Regions from separate parts of the Mus musculus genome. Here all the other regions are linked to region 3. A link is a contact called in public HiCAR-type, HiChIP or PLAC-seq and promoter capture Hi-C data. All regions are on one chromosome and are shown on one strand. The core of a region is the stretch at or near the end of the contact, and the rest is flanking DNA. Distances in the headings are between cores, read along the strand shown. Region 1 holds the start of Rpl7 (ribosomal protein L7). Region 2 holds the start of Terf1 (telomeric repeat binding factor 1). Region 3 holds the start of Ncoa2 (nuclear receptor coactivator 2). Region 4 holds the start of Prex2 (phosphatidylinositol-3,4,5-trisphosphate-dependent Rac exchange factor 2).

Evidence for each region. HiCAR-type assays count read pairs that join an accessible place to other places. HiChIP or PLAC-seq counts read pairs in DNA pulled down with a chosen protein or histone mark. Capture Hi-C pulls out chosen DNA fragments and counts their contacts.
Region 1: a promoter capture Hi-C map of liver shows a contact between it and region 3, with 2.7 times the contacts expected there. The contact joins the promoter of Rpl7 here to the promoter of Ncoa2 in region 3. A contact is called at or near these places in 4 of 39 promoter capture datasets (liver, neutrophils and pre-B cells), 2 of 484 Hi-C or Micro-C datasets (the G1E-ER4 cell line and muscle stem cells), 1 of 115 datasets of contacts at active chromatin or transcription factors (astrocytes) and 1 of 9 other capture datasets (liver).
Region 2: an H3K27ac HiChIP or PLAC-seq map of embryonic stem cells shows a contact between it and region 3, with 3 times the contacts expected there. The contact joins the promoter of Terf1 here to the promoter of Ncoa2 in region 3. A contact is called at or near these places in 2 of 115 datasets of contacts at active chromatin or transcription factors (astrocytes and embryonic stem cells).
Region 4: a contact with region 3 is called in a HiCAR-type map of astrocytes, with 5 times the contacts expected there. The contact joins the promoter of Prex2 here to the promoter of Ncoa2 in region 3. A contact is called at or near these places in 1 of 39 promoter capture datasets (hippocampal neurons) and 1 of 115 datasets of contacts at active chromatin or transcription factors (astrocytes).

Annotation. Positions count from the first base shown.
Region 1 is chr1:16,102,670-16,105,919 of GRCm38.p6, forward strand. Rpl7 (ribosomal protein L7) reads right to left here and starts at 1,764. Exons shown (of 7, transcript NM_011291.5): 1 at 1,696-1,764; 2 at 841-1,015; 3 at 499-665; 4 at 23-160. The coding sequence starts at 1,709. It overlaps Rdh10 (retinol dehydrogenase 10 (all-trans)), which reads left to right and starts at 3,213. Exons shown (of 6, transcript NM_133832.3): 1 at 3,213-3,250.
Region 2 is chr1:15,804,274-15,807,690 of GRCm38.p6, forward strand. It overlaps Terf1 (telomeric repeat binding factor 1), which reads left to right and starts at 1,373. Exons shown (of 10, transcript NM_009352.3): 1 at 1,373-1,684; 2 at 3,368-3,417. The coding sequence starts at 1,405.
Region 3 is chr1:13,372,496-13,375,542 of GRCm38.p6, forward strand. Ncoa2 (nuclear receptor coactivator 2) reads right to left here and starts at 1,588. Exons shown (of 23, transcript NM_008678.3): 1 at 1,443-1,588.
Region 4 is chr1:10,991,893-10,995,327 of GRCm38.p6, forward strand. It overlaps Prex2 (phosphatidylinositol-3,4,5-trisphosphate-dependent Rac exchange factor 2), which reads left to right and starts at 1,573. Exons shown (of 40, transcript NM_029525.1): 1 at 1,573-2,017. The coding sequence starts at 1,901.

The DNA of each region.
Region 1 (3,250 bases), core at 514-3,013, 2.7 Mb after region 3:
ACCGACTAGACAGAAAACTCACCCCCATGCAATGTATGGCTCCACAATCCGCAGCATGTTAATTGAAGCCTTGTTGAGCTTAACAAAGGTGCCATTGAAGATCTGTCGAAGACGAAGGAGCTGCAGAACCTTACGAACCTTTGGGCTTACTCCATTGATACTGCCAGAGAAAAAAAATAGATCCATACAGCTTTTATTGTAATTTTAAGTAATACAAAACTTAGTCACCACATAGTATGTGTGTGTAATCTCAACACGCTATCACTACTAGCTTGCCTTCTCTTGATTCCTGTTTTATCATAAAAGATGACTGAATGATACTAAGTAAACTGTTTTTAAGCTCTTAGACAACTACAGGACACTGAAATGCAGTCAGAGCAAGCAGCTTAGGCACAGGTTTCACAAACAACTTCCCGCCCCCCGTAATTCTCGGCCCCCTTCCTAAGGGCAGGCACAATACAGCCATTGCTGCCAGAACACGATGCAAAGTGAACTCACCCTCGAATTCTGATGACAAAGGCCAGCTTTGGTTCTGCGGGCACATAGAAGTTGCCAGCTTTCCTTGCCATCCTGGCCATCCGAATCTCAGTGCGGTACATCTGCCTGTACTCCTTGTGATAGTGCTTTGCCTTCTCATAGATGAGCTTCCTCCTTGCCTTTCGAAGCTGAAAAACCAATGGCCAGTCAGTCATAATTCTTGGCTCTGAAACAGAGCACAGCATCAGTTTTATACAAGGATGACTTGAGAATATCAAACCAGGAAGATCTCTCTTCAATCTCACCCCACGCTCAGTCCCAATAAGCTCCCTGGCCCACTAAAGACCTCCAAAGTTTACTTACTGTCTTCAGGGCAAACTTCTTCCTCAGGCGCTTCACCTTCAACTCTGCGAAATTCCTTCGCTTTTTCTTGAGGGTTTCTGGCACAGCGGGAACCTTTTTCTTGAGAGTTTTTGGCCCAGCAGGAACCTTTTTCTTAAGGGTTCCTGGCACAGTGGCAACCTTCTTTTTCTTCTCTCTGTTGTTTGTAGAGAATTACTAGTAGGTCAAAAAACTTCCTGGTGATGTATCACACACACTAGGTGCTCAGAACTACGTTAAAACTGTCACCCACTCAAACCGGCAGCATCTAGCATCTCCGTCGTTCCCGAAAGCTCTACTGGAGATGCAGCGTTCATGCCCACAACCTTCACGTTATACACACCTTACTTAAAGGTAAACATGTATGACATTAAAGAGATTTATGCCTAACCCCAGCCATCAGTCCTGGCCTGTGAATTGTTACAAGTTGTCAAGTCACACTGAAAAAACTGTACTGCACACTTTTTGGGTTCCAGGACTCACTGATCCTCGATCAAGTCTCAAGCTCCATATGCAGGAGGCTGCCGGTAAGCAGCCGGCTAAGATAACTTTAGCTACAAAGGATCTCGTTCCATGATTCCGCGGAATACATTCTACCGAAGAACGGACCTCCGCCCAAGTAGCCGGATCCGCAGTCTGCCCTCAGTTTGCTCCTGGTACTGCCAAGGCCTCCGCGCGGAGGCCCCCCGCACTCCCTCCTAGTACCACACGGCGTCACAAACACCCAGACAGGCAGGCAGTGGTTCCAGGCTACACTCAGATACAGGAAAAGTGAGACAAAATGCCTCTAGTTTGGGGGATGGAGAAGGATTCTGGGGGAGAGAAGAATCGACTTACGGAACAGCCTCCATGGTTCCAGCCGGAAAAGAAGAGAGAAAGGTGGCGCATGCGCACTGTCTCCTTAAAGGTCTCAGGGCGCGAAGCCCCACGCCTTATAGCTGTCCTGAGATAAGCCGGAAAATAATCTAGAATTGAGATTTTTGCACTTTGCTGGCGCAAAATGAACAGCTTGGCTTAGTCACGGCCAGCCAACTTTATGGTAAAACTCATCGGAAAACAAATGCACTGAATACATTTTTTTTTTTTTTTTTTTTTTTTTTAATGAATAGAGTGGGGACACCTCGTCAGCTCTGGGCTTAATTTCTCCAGGTTGCGTTGACAACCCTAGGGTCAGGCTCTGCGGAATTCGTTGGACCCAAAAGGCATGTTCAGGGATGTGAACTACAAGTCCCAGCATGCGTCGCTGCATAACCCGCGGGGCTGGAGGGCGACGTTGACCGACACTCTGGGCAGCCTTCGCGGCGGTGATTCCCATTAGGCTCACTAGAGTATGAGGCTTCACGTCCTCAGCGGCTAGCTGAGCTATGAAATCACTGTCTGTCACCTCCTCCGGCTCTCTGCGGCCCGTGGCCACGCAGCCCTGCTCCCCCACCTCGGCTGCGCTGCCGAGGTCCTTTTTCCGCCCGACTGCCGGGCTGTCTTCCGCAGCGCCTGATCATCGGCCGCCAGGTCCACAGTCCCTCGGTTGGCGAAAGCAGCGAGACCGGGAAGAGTGATGACCCGAAGGTCCGAGGAGGATGGGGGGGTTCGCTGCTGCGGGACCCGGCAGGCGCAAGCCACGGCGACCCTCAGCAGGGGGCGTGAGCCGCGAAGAGTGGCACGACGAGGGCGGGAGCCTTCGGCCGCGGTCGTGGAAGAGGGGCTGCCCCGCGCGGTGGGGCGGCCGGCGGGAGGGCGAGCGGGGAGGGGAGGCTGGGCCGGGGGCGGGGTGCGACCGGGGGCGGGGAGGGCCGAGCTGAGGGAGGGCCGATGCCACTGCAGCGGCCGGCGCTTCCCGGCGGTGGGTTATATAGCGCGGAGTGTGGAGCTACCTCAGAGCCGGCTGGGAACGCTCAGACGCTGCGGGGCCCCGTGCCCGAGTGACAGCGGCGCGAGTGCAGGGCAGGGGACCCGAGTCGCGCTGGCAGCTCGAGCGGTTGGCAGCCCTCGCGTGCGCCCCGCAAGTCGGCCCTTCCCGGCGCTGCCCGCACCCTCCCGCAACTTGAGTCAAGTTGACAACTCCCGCGTCCCGACGCATCCGCTCGGCGCACCCCTGTCCTAGGAAGACGGGGAGCCGCTGCAGCAGCGCCGGGGACGTTCGGGCGGCGGCGGCTTGGCCATGAGGGCAGCGCGCGTCGCCTAACTCGCGGCTGTCACCGCCGCTGCAGCGGGACTGGACGGACGGACGGACGCTGTGGGACAAACAGGCGGCCGCCAGCAGGAGGCGCCGAGCCGGGAGCAGCGGCAGGCACAGCCCGTGGCCACTGCGCCGAGCCCGGGCGGAACTGGCCCCGCGCAATTCAGCCCCGCAGCACCTCGGGGGCGGACTCCGGGCGCAGCCTTCGCGTCCGGA
Region 2 (3,417 bases), core at 123-2,622, 2.4 Mb after region 3:
CCAGGAGCATGAGGGAACGCCTACTGTGTCATGAAGGTGCATTATGACCATCGGGGTTAAGACCTCAGCTCAACTGGAGACCAACCTGCAATTCCCCACAGGGTAGAACCCCCAAATAATATTTACTGCAACACCATCTCTAGAGCCTGGGGGTAATATGCCCTCATGGTCATGAAAGACCCACAATGTGAGGGCTCCCCCACGTTCTGACTCAGGAGAGGCGACACCCCAAAATCACCCACAAGAAACGGGTCTTGCTGCAAATTGCAAGAGGATTTTTTATTCAAGAGCGCTCTCGGGCCCATGGTCATACACCACGCAGGGGTAGAGGACCGTGGCGCCCCAGTAGCTGGGTAAGGGGGTATTTAAAGGAAGAAACCGAAACTCAAGGAAGTGGGGAGGGCGTTGTTGGAAGATACCAAAGATACCAGTTAAGAGTCACAAGGAAGTGTAAAGTTAATAGAGTCACAAGGAATACCTGGTAATTGTTAACTCTCAAGACAGCTTCTAAGAGCCCCTAACAATAGCACATTTGCATTGCAGGTTCTGGTAATGGCCAGGGTGACTTTCTTTGAATGAGCACTCTTTGAACCCAGGAAGCGGGTGGGTAGAGGAATGTCGCTATCTCTTTTATGATTAGCATACCTTTACAAAGGCCACATTCCCAAGCCTGGGCCTAAAGGCCTAGAATTCTGTTTTTACGTTGTTATACTTTCATTCAATGCAAACATTGTACAGTAATAGTGATCAAAATGTGGTCCTGGGACTAACAGTCTCAGCATTCATGGGGAACTGACTAGACTTGCGAATTCCAGGGTCAGCACCATCCTACCCGCTCACCCCAGGCAGAACTTTAGTGAAAAATCAGAGCCCAGCAATTTCAGCTTTAATAACCCCGGATTTCAATAAAATGAACACATAGGGTAGAAAGACAGTGTGATTACAGTGTAACAGGGTTAAATGCTCATGTTTATGGCGACAAGTTAAAATTTCTGGTGCTGCTGCTGCCATAACGCTCAAGTGCTCCAGGCTGGCCTAGACTTTGTAGTTGAAGATGGCCCTAATTCCTAATCTTCCTGTCTCCACCTCCTGAGTGCTGCTGGGATTATAGACGCGCAGTGCCATGCAGTCAAAATCTGCAGTCAAAAACCTCTCGGTTTTAACTACCCTGTTTCCAGCGCAGATTGCATTTTTTAAAATGTATCTTAGCCTATCATCCAGAAGCTACACTATCCAAAACGCCTGGGCTCGGATCGACAAGGAATTTAGCAGTTCTCAGCCAATCGGAAGCCAAGCTCCAGCCACTAGCCCACCCTAGCGATGCGATTGGCTGACTTCCACGCCCACCGCGAGCAAATCAGCGCACGGCGCCAGCTGAGGCACGGCGAGCGCTTTCGGTTTAACATGGCGGAGACGGTCTCCTCAGCGGCCCGGGACGCGCCGAGCCGTGAGGGCTGGACAGATTCGGATTCTCCAGAGCAGGAGGAGGTGGGAGACGACGCGGAGCTGCTCCAGTGCCAGCTTCAGCTGGGGACCCCGAGAGAGATGGAGAACGCGGAGCTTGTGGCTGAGGTGGAGGCCGTGGCTGCGGGCTGGATGCTCGACTTCCTCTGCCTGTCTCTGTGCCGAGCCTTCCGTGACGGCCGCTCCGAGGACTTTCGTCGTACTCGTGACAGCGCCGAGGGTGAGTGCGGGCTCCCGGGCCGGAGGCTGCGTCGCGGCCGAGACCTGCTTGCCCCGCACACACCGGGGCGGGATCCCAGGCGGGAGACGGCGCGAAACCGGCCGCTTCCTGTTTGCTGGAAGTCCTGGCTCCCGCCCCCACGCCTTCCGCGTCCCCTGGACAGAATGTTTGTTTGTTTGTTTTAAAGGGAGCCAGCCCAGTTGCTACCGCTGCTTCTGGAGCCAAACTCTAACAGATGAATATAGAAACATTTAAGAAGGGCCGGGATGCGGCTGCCAAGGGAGGTAGTACAGCTTGTCAATGCTTATCTTGCAAGCCAGGGAACCTGCGTTTGATCCCCAGAGCCTATGCCATACACATATACTTACAGCGCTGGGAAGACCGGTGACTAGGGCTCACTGACCCCTGGCCCAACCCAATTTGGCAAGCTTTAGGCCAGTGGAAGGCCAAAAACAAAGGCCTGGGGAGGAAGGATTTTTAAACTCCAGGGGATCAAATTTCCGTCTTTTGGCCTCAACGGGCACTGTATACACATGTTACACAGACAGACGTGCAGGTAAAATACCCATATTCATAAAATAAAAATAAATGAATCTTTTGTTTAAATGTTTAAAAAGTTTGACAGTGCCTGAAAACTCAGACCCAAGTTTGTCTTCTGGCCTGTGTGTTGGTGAGAGACATCCAGGAATATGGTTGGCTTACCAGTGTACATATTCACTGCCAAGTGTATCTTTGTGTTTGTTCAAACACGCCTTTAATCCCAGCACTTGGGAGGCAGAGGCAGGCGGATTTCTGAGTTCCAGGCCAGCCTGGTCTACAAAGTGAGTTCCAGGACAGCCAGGTCTATACAGAGAAACCCTGTCCCGAAAAGCCAACCAACCAAACAAAAAAGAAATAAATGTTATAAAGTTGATTATGAATTGAACAAGTTCAATGGAAACCTTTACATATGTATACTACTTCCTAAAATACAAAGAACTTCATGGTATAAATTGCAAAGTAGTGATTTGATACATTTTATAATTTAGATGTGAATCTTGGTAAAAACAATTTTGAGTATCTGTTTCACATTTGAGTTATGGTTTGTTAGAACAGTAATATTACAACTTTTTAAAGATTTTTAAAAAATTAATTCGAATCTACAGTTCTAAATTTATGATCAGTTTTTGTTGAGTATTATATTAGGGTTCTCTTGAGTAACAACTTTTTAAGAATCCAGTAATGTTCGGTCTATGATGCTTGATATCGCCAGTATATGCCAGAATCCCAAAGTCGACTCCACTGTCAGTGAAGGAATGGACTTGCTCCTGAGAGTGGGAGTAAGTGGGGAGAGGGAGAGCGTCCCTCTTCCATGTCCTCTATAAAGGCTTCCACCAGAAGGCGAGGCCCAGATTGGAGGTGAGTTGTTCCTCCTCAAAAGATCTGGATTAAACATTTGTCTCCCACTCCAAAGTCCCAATTAGAAGCAGAATTCCCACTTCAGGTGATCCAGGTAAGCAAAAAATAACTCTCAGATGTACCCAGCCATTTTTAGGTTTTAGTTAAATCTATATGTAGTCGAGAACTAAGAATAACCATTCCTGTTTATAAACTAATATTTAACACTGTATTGTGTCTACACAGTAGGTGTACTAGTTTGTGATAATATTTTAATAAAAGGTTTTTAAATTTTTTTTTTTTTAGCTATTATTCATGGACTACACAGACTTACAGCTTACCAATTGAAAACTGTG
Region 3 (3,047 bases), core at 338-2,837:
GCCTCCTTCCTGCCTCTGGCTCCCACCATTGGCTTACCGGTACCCGGCAGGTCAGTTCCTGCCTTCCATTGGCTCACTGCCCCATCAGTCAGGCACAGCCAGATTCGGGTCGGTGGGAGGGGAAGGAGTCGGAGGAGGTGGAGTGGGAGTGGGATTAGAGGACGAGGTGGCGGAGGAGGGTGCTCGAGCTCAGGCTCGGGTTTGGGAAAGTTTCCCCTGCCAGTGACAGGCCCTCTAGGCTTGAGGCCCAACGTCACTCCCGGAGAGTAAGGGGCTCGGGTCCCCGATTCCCGCCCCTCAGTCCGCAGGCCCCGGAAGCCACTTGGGGGAGGGGAAAGGGAGGGACCATGGAAGCAGGGACCGAGCCACCCCCGAGCGCGGCCGCGGCGCCTCCAGGACTCCCCCAGGGGCGGGGTGCGGGCACTCCAGCCCGCGGCGCCGACCCTGGACGCCTCCCCGGGAGCCTCCAGGGGCCCGGAGAGGAGGGTCCCCGGCCCAGGGCGTGACCGGGGCGCGAGGGCCGCCAGGACCCCTCCCGCTTCCCGCGGGGGGCCCCCGAGGGCCTGTCCCTGCAGGGGCCGCAGAAGGGGTACGGAAGAGGGGGCGCTGGCGAGCCAACCCGGAACCTCCTGGCCCGCAGCCCGCCTCCCGCCCCCGGCCGCGGCCCCAGCGCGCCTCCGGCACACATGCCCGCACCCAGAAAGTTAAGTCAGGGGCGAGCCCGGCGCGGCGCCGCCACCGCCGCCGCCGCCCGACCCCGGCTCCCCGCCCCCACCGCGGCCCGGCCTGCGCGGCCCGAGCGCTACCGCCCCGAAGCCACCCAAGCCCGAGGCCCCCCAGACGCCCGAGCCCCCGCCGCCGCCCCTGCCGGCCGCGTCACCTTCACACACCCCCGGCACTTCCCAGGTCCTGCCTCCCCTCGGCCGGCTCCCACCCGTGCAGCAGTGGCCGCACGCCTCCCGGGAAGAAAGCACCGGCCGCGACTGCGCCCGCCGGCCCGGGCTTCCCCCGCCTGCCCGGGCTGCGCCGCGCAGCCTCGAGGGGGCCGGAGCAGGGGCCCGCGGCACAACCGCCGCTTCCCAGCCTGGTGCTCACCTCTCGGCCGGCGCCGCGGGCTGCAGCCTCCACCCGCCTCGCGCTCCAGGGCTCGTCTCCCGAGCTCTCTCGCCCGGCGCCCGAGCGCCTCCTTTCTCTCCCGGGGACTCGGCGTCTTCCCGCCCTCCCCCCTCCCCCCGGGAGCCGAGTCCCCGGCTCGGCCGCGCCTCGAGGATGGGCGTCGCGGGCTCCGCACGCCTGGGCAGCGGTGCCCGCACACAACAACAGCCTGCCCGGCCGGCCGGCGCGCGGCTCCGCCGGGCTGCGCGCACCAAGGGCAGCGGCCCGGGTGGGAATGCGGCGCCCCCCGCCCGCCGCCCGTGAGCCCCCAGGGGAGGCGCGCTTACCAATGTGGCCGTCACGCCGTCAGGTGCGGGCTGCCGTCGGCGCTGACCTCCGCCGCCGCCGCGGGAGCCCAGGCTGCGGCCGCCATGTTCCCGTGTTAATAACTGCTGCCTGGTTGTTTATTTCAATGGAGATCCTCCCCCAGCTCCCTCCTCCTCCTCCCCCTCCTCCTCCGCGGCTCTGCACTTGCGGAGAGAGACACAGACCGCGCGAGCTCGCGAGCAGGGGAGGGGGCTCGGGCACGGGGCTGGCCCGCCCTCCGCCTCCCCGCCGCCTCCGAGCGAACGCTGTCACCGCTCAGGGGACCGGGCGGAAACTTGCGTCCCGCGCCCCCGAGCGTGGGCCCGGGAACACCGGGGCTACCCCACCCGCGGGGTCCTCAGCATCTCCCTGGCTGGCGAGACTTCAGAGCTCGGGGAGTTGGACAAGATGGGTGGCTGTGGTCTAGGGACCGTGACCTATGGGTGACTGGAAGTGAAGGGAGAGTCAACAGAGGACTCCATGCGAGGGCAAAGGGCAATGCCCAAAAGAAAGCTAAAAAGGGGGACTGGCCCGGGCCTGGGGGTGGAGGCCAAGGGACTGCCGCGCCTCCGACGGCAGGGACGCTGCGGCGAGAAGGTCGCGGAAAACCTAGTCCCAGAGGTGCCTCCCGCGCGCGCTCAGGCAGGGCCCGGTAGCCGGCAGCCTGCACCCCTCGGGCGCACCTCTGCACCCAGACGCTGTTCCGGGGCGCACTCCTTGGCCACCATGTCCCCTCGGTTTTTTCGTGGATACGCCTCCCCAATTGCTGTCCCTGAGGTCTCTGGAGGGGATAGAGGGGCGTGACCGCGGGAGGCGAACTTACCGGGGTACCACCCCGGGATTGCCTGACAAAGCAAAGGCTGCTCAGTATTTAGAAAGACCGAGGGGAGTGTTCTCCGCACGCAGTGAGACAACAAAAGTTTTGTTTTGTTTTTTAATTGGGGAATCCATTATCAAATCCTCAATGGAGTATTGGGATTAAGGAGACGTGGAGGAGTTTTCACGTTTAAATGTTGTTTGGTTTTTAACTGGAAAAGCAACTTCTTTTCCATTTAGATATAATTAGTTGAAAGAAATGAGCAACATTTGTTTGCTTAACGGAAGTTATCAAAATATGACAGGAACACGTTTCCTTATTTTAACTCTTATGAAAGGTCACTTGCCATAGACAATAAGTGTTTATTGAACTGTAACGACTTGGCACTGCATTAAGTGATTCACACACACTCCAAATTTTAATCCTCAAACCTTACGAAGTAATTGCTATTTTTATACCTCATAAAACATTGAAACCTAAAGAAGTAATTTTTGTAGAGTTACACAGTAAGCAAGGTGGGCAAGATTTGAGCCCAGGTCCATTAATTGCAAAACATGCTTTTTGATCGTATTTTTTTTTTAGCTCCAGTTTATTATGACAAAGAAAAAGAAAAGTATATGCCTACTTGGCTATAGCTAGAAAATATTTAGAAAGCTGTAACAAATGTTAACATTGGTGAGTGGAATCGGAAGGAGGTCTGCAATAGGCTACTTCACGTTTTTCAGGGAAGTGTCTGCTGTTTGGAATGATTGGTTTTGACCACCTGTTA
Region 4 (3,435 bases), core at 323-2,822, 2.4 Mb before region 3:
AAGTGTAAGATGCTTGCTCTAGAGGTCTATACATAGACAAAATGGCTTGATAGAAATGTGGCTTTCTAACTGGGAACAAATGGCAAGAGAAAACATTCTATTTCATTCAGAGCACTAGATGGAACTCTGTCTTGTTTATATCATTTTTTTCTCTTGGGGGCAAAAAGTGCATTCATTCACTACTACCTGTGGAACACAGAGAGGTTGATTCCCACTAGCTGTTGGGTGTATTTCCTCTGCTTTCTGGTTTCTTTTGTTTATTGTTTACCAGGCTCTGTGAGGTCTGTCTTTTGCGTCCTTTGTTCTTCTGCTATTGTGTGAAGCTGTCCACACTATTTGCCCTTTGCTCCTGGCTGCCTCTAAATAGCCAGATGCAAGGGAAACAGAAAAGCTACCTTTCCCATCAGCGTCATTCATATTATTCAAATATTGAATCTTTAATATGAGAAGAAGGTACGAGATTCCTTTTTGTTTCATGGAAGTCACAATCATATTTTGAAAAGACTTATGGGAAACTGGAGATAACTTTAGTGTAAATAACGAGGGAAACATCTTTAGTTTATCTCAGGTTGCTGAATCTTGGAACAAGTTTGGCCGCCTCTTCCTTGCCTCAGGAGTGCGACTTCCATTTATTTAAATGTCATTAGCTGTACACTATGTAAAGTAGAAAAAATGGCTCTGAAAGTATGTGTTGATAATATCTAGATGGAAATGCAAATGGATCACTTGGTTTGTTAGATTTATAGGTTTTGGTTCTGGTCCCAAGGGAGAATTCAATAAACTTAAACATTAAAATCAAATGCGTTGGCCATTCCATTTCAAAACTGAAGCATAACTAGCTTCTGTGTGTCCTCTGTCAATCAGCTATCATCCACCTGTCTTTCAGGTATCATCTGTCAATCACCTACTATGCATCCTCATCCAACATTTGTATCTTTTTAAAATTACAATTCTTGGAAACAGCTGAGAACAAATATTCTTGAATTTAAACTGATAGTGAAATACTACAGTGAGACTTAAAAAATTTAGATACACCCGGTGTTACAAAGTACTCAGCCAGGGTGATGCTTATTCTATGTGAATCAGTGCATAGGTAAGGGCTGCTACTTTGCTCTGATGTCCTCATTTATCACACTAATTGACATTTCAAGCTTTGACAGAGGTTGTCTGCCTGTGAAATAACATTGTTTGCTGTTTTTTTCTATAAACCGAACCTGTTTCGTAGTAGACGAAAACTCAAAATCAATGTGTTCCTTGTCAAACGCGGGAGGGTCAGTGGTGTGGTTGTTTTGTTCCCAAGCAGTTATGTAACCGCGGGGACTTGTTTCTTTGCTTTCAGACTTGGTGCAAAACACATTAAAGCTAAACAGTGGGCGGGATTCCCAAGAGCAGCCCTCACAAGTGTCCTTCTAGGTTTGGGAACCTCGGATTAGTTCCATCCTGTGTGTGTGTGTGTGTGTGTGTGTGTGTGTGTGTTTAGTTAGCTGGCAGGATACACTTCCCCAGGGTTGTGTTTCCTTTTTCCTGAGATTTGGCTAAGGGTAAAGGGTCGGAGTCACATGGATTGAAAGCATTTGATTGATGTCCAAGTCACCGCTGTGGCTGGAGCCGCCTCCCCTCGGGCTGGAGCCGCGTGAGGCCGGAGCAGCGGGCCGGGCTGGGTTCCCGCTCTCCGGGGACTGTCCCGTTCTGAGTCCAGCGCGTCCCGCGCGTCCCGCGCTCGCACCGCAGCCCGAGCACAGTCCTCTGCCCACACCCCGGCCTCCGGCCAGCATGTGAAGCTACGCGTTCCGGCTGGGACTCGGCAGAGGCGGCAACTTTGCTGGCGGCAGTGGCGGCAGTGGCGGCAGCAGGCGCGGGGCAGCGCACTTGCCCCCAGCTCCGCGCCCCGCCGGCCACCATGAGCGACGAAAGCGCCAGGGAAGTAGACAAGCAGCTTCGCCTGCGCGTGTGCGTGCTCAGCGAGCTGCAGAAGACCGAGCGCGACTACGTGGGCACGCTGGAGTTCCTGGTGTCGGTGAGTAGCCGGCCCCGCGCACGGCACCAAGTCTGGAGCATTGTCTGCGCCAGCACCCGGCATCCGTAAAGGTGACGCGGGGACCGCGGGGACTCGGGGGACAGACCTGTAGATGAACGGGTGCAGAGTGGCCAAGGCCTTGAAGAACTCGCGTGGGAGAAGTTAACCAGTGGCCATTCTGCCTGTTCCATCTGCGCTTAATTTTCTTTATCCATCTCCCAGGGCAAATTTCATTGTGTCATTTTCCTTATCCTCTTTCTTTCGGCTCATATTTTGTTTTGATTTTGTGTCTCAATTTGCTACCTTCAGGTACATGCAGTGTTTTAAAAGTCCTTGAATGTTGTGTAGCCGGAGTCGGTTATTAGATCAACAGCAGTGAAGTCCCTTTAGGTATAATCATTGAAACGTTGGATTCTGAGGGTGGAGGCGAAGGAGCAAGAGCAGCGGGGTCACCATCCCTGGCAGCTGTTGCATATTAAAGCCACATGTGTGCGCCTCCCTCACAGCTCTACAATCTTCTTTCTCCTGATTTAAATCTGCCCTCCACTTGGGTCCTAGTCTCCTGTGCACGCCGACCACTTGAAAATGGTATCATGAAACTCACCTCGAGTCGACAATTTCAGGGTTTCACAGACTGGGCAGGAGCTGTTTCCAGGTCCCAGTTTGACTCACTGGAATTCTGCCCCCAAATCATTTCATTCAGTCTCAGAGCAGAAGAGGAAAAACTGTGGGAAAATGAACTCCTGAGACATCACCTAAGGATGGAATTTTCCTCATTGCGGAAAATACAAAGAATTTACAGCCAGTTCCTGTCCATCCTGATATATTTGAGAGCGGCCTTCAGAAAAAGAGTTAAAACCCCACCCAGATCCTCCGGCCACTTTCTCCTTCATCCCAGTGTTCTATCCTGCCCCCAGCCCCAGGTTGGAAGGGAAATGTTTCAAACTCCGAACTTCCTCCTTCAGTTTCCTTCAGTCTGTAAAGTTTGTGCTAGCAGCCACCCTGTAGAAATTCACTTGGCTGTGTCAGGAAGAACAACATCTCAGGTCTCAGGAGATGCATAACACACAAGCTGGATTCTCAAATTCATTTTACCCACGCTTGGGGGCCACGTTCTTTGAGGTTCACGTGCTGGGAGAATACCCTGGTAACCAGTGATAGGTAGGATTATTGTATGTGTTCATGTAGCAGTCATTGACAAGAGCATGTTTTTAAGGAGATAAAACTTTTAATGACTTCAAATTTGACTCTCATGAAACTTTGTTGGGTGATAAGTCTTTGGATTTGAAGGGTCTGCGACATTCTTAGAAAGAGCCTTTCTGAAAATAGATGGAAACCGGGACTGCCAAGGCTAAGCTGCAGAAACAGGGAGTCTCAAAACCTAATTTGAGCTGGACTTGGTGGCGCATGCCTTTAAT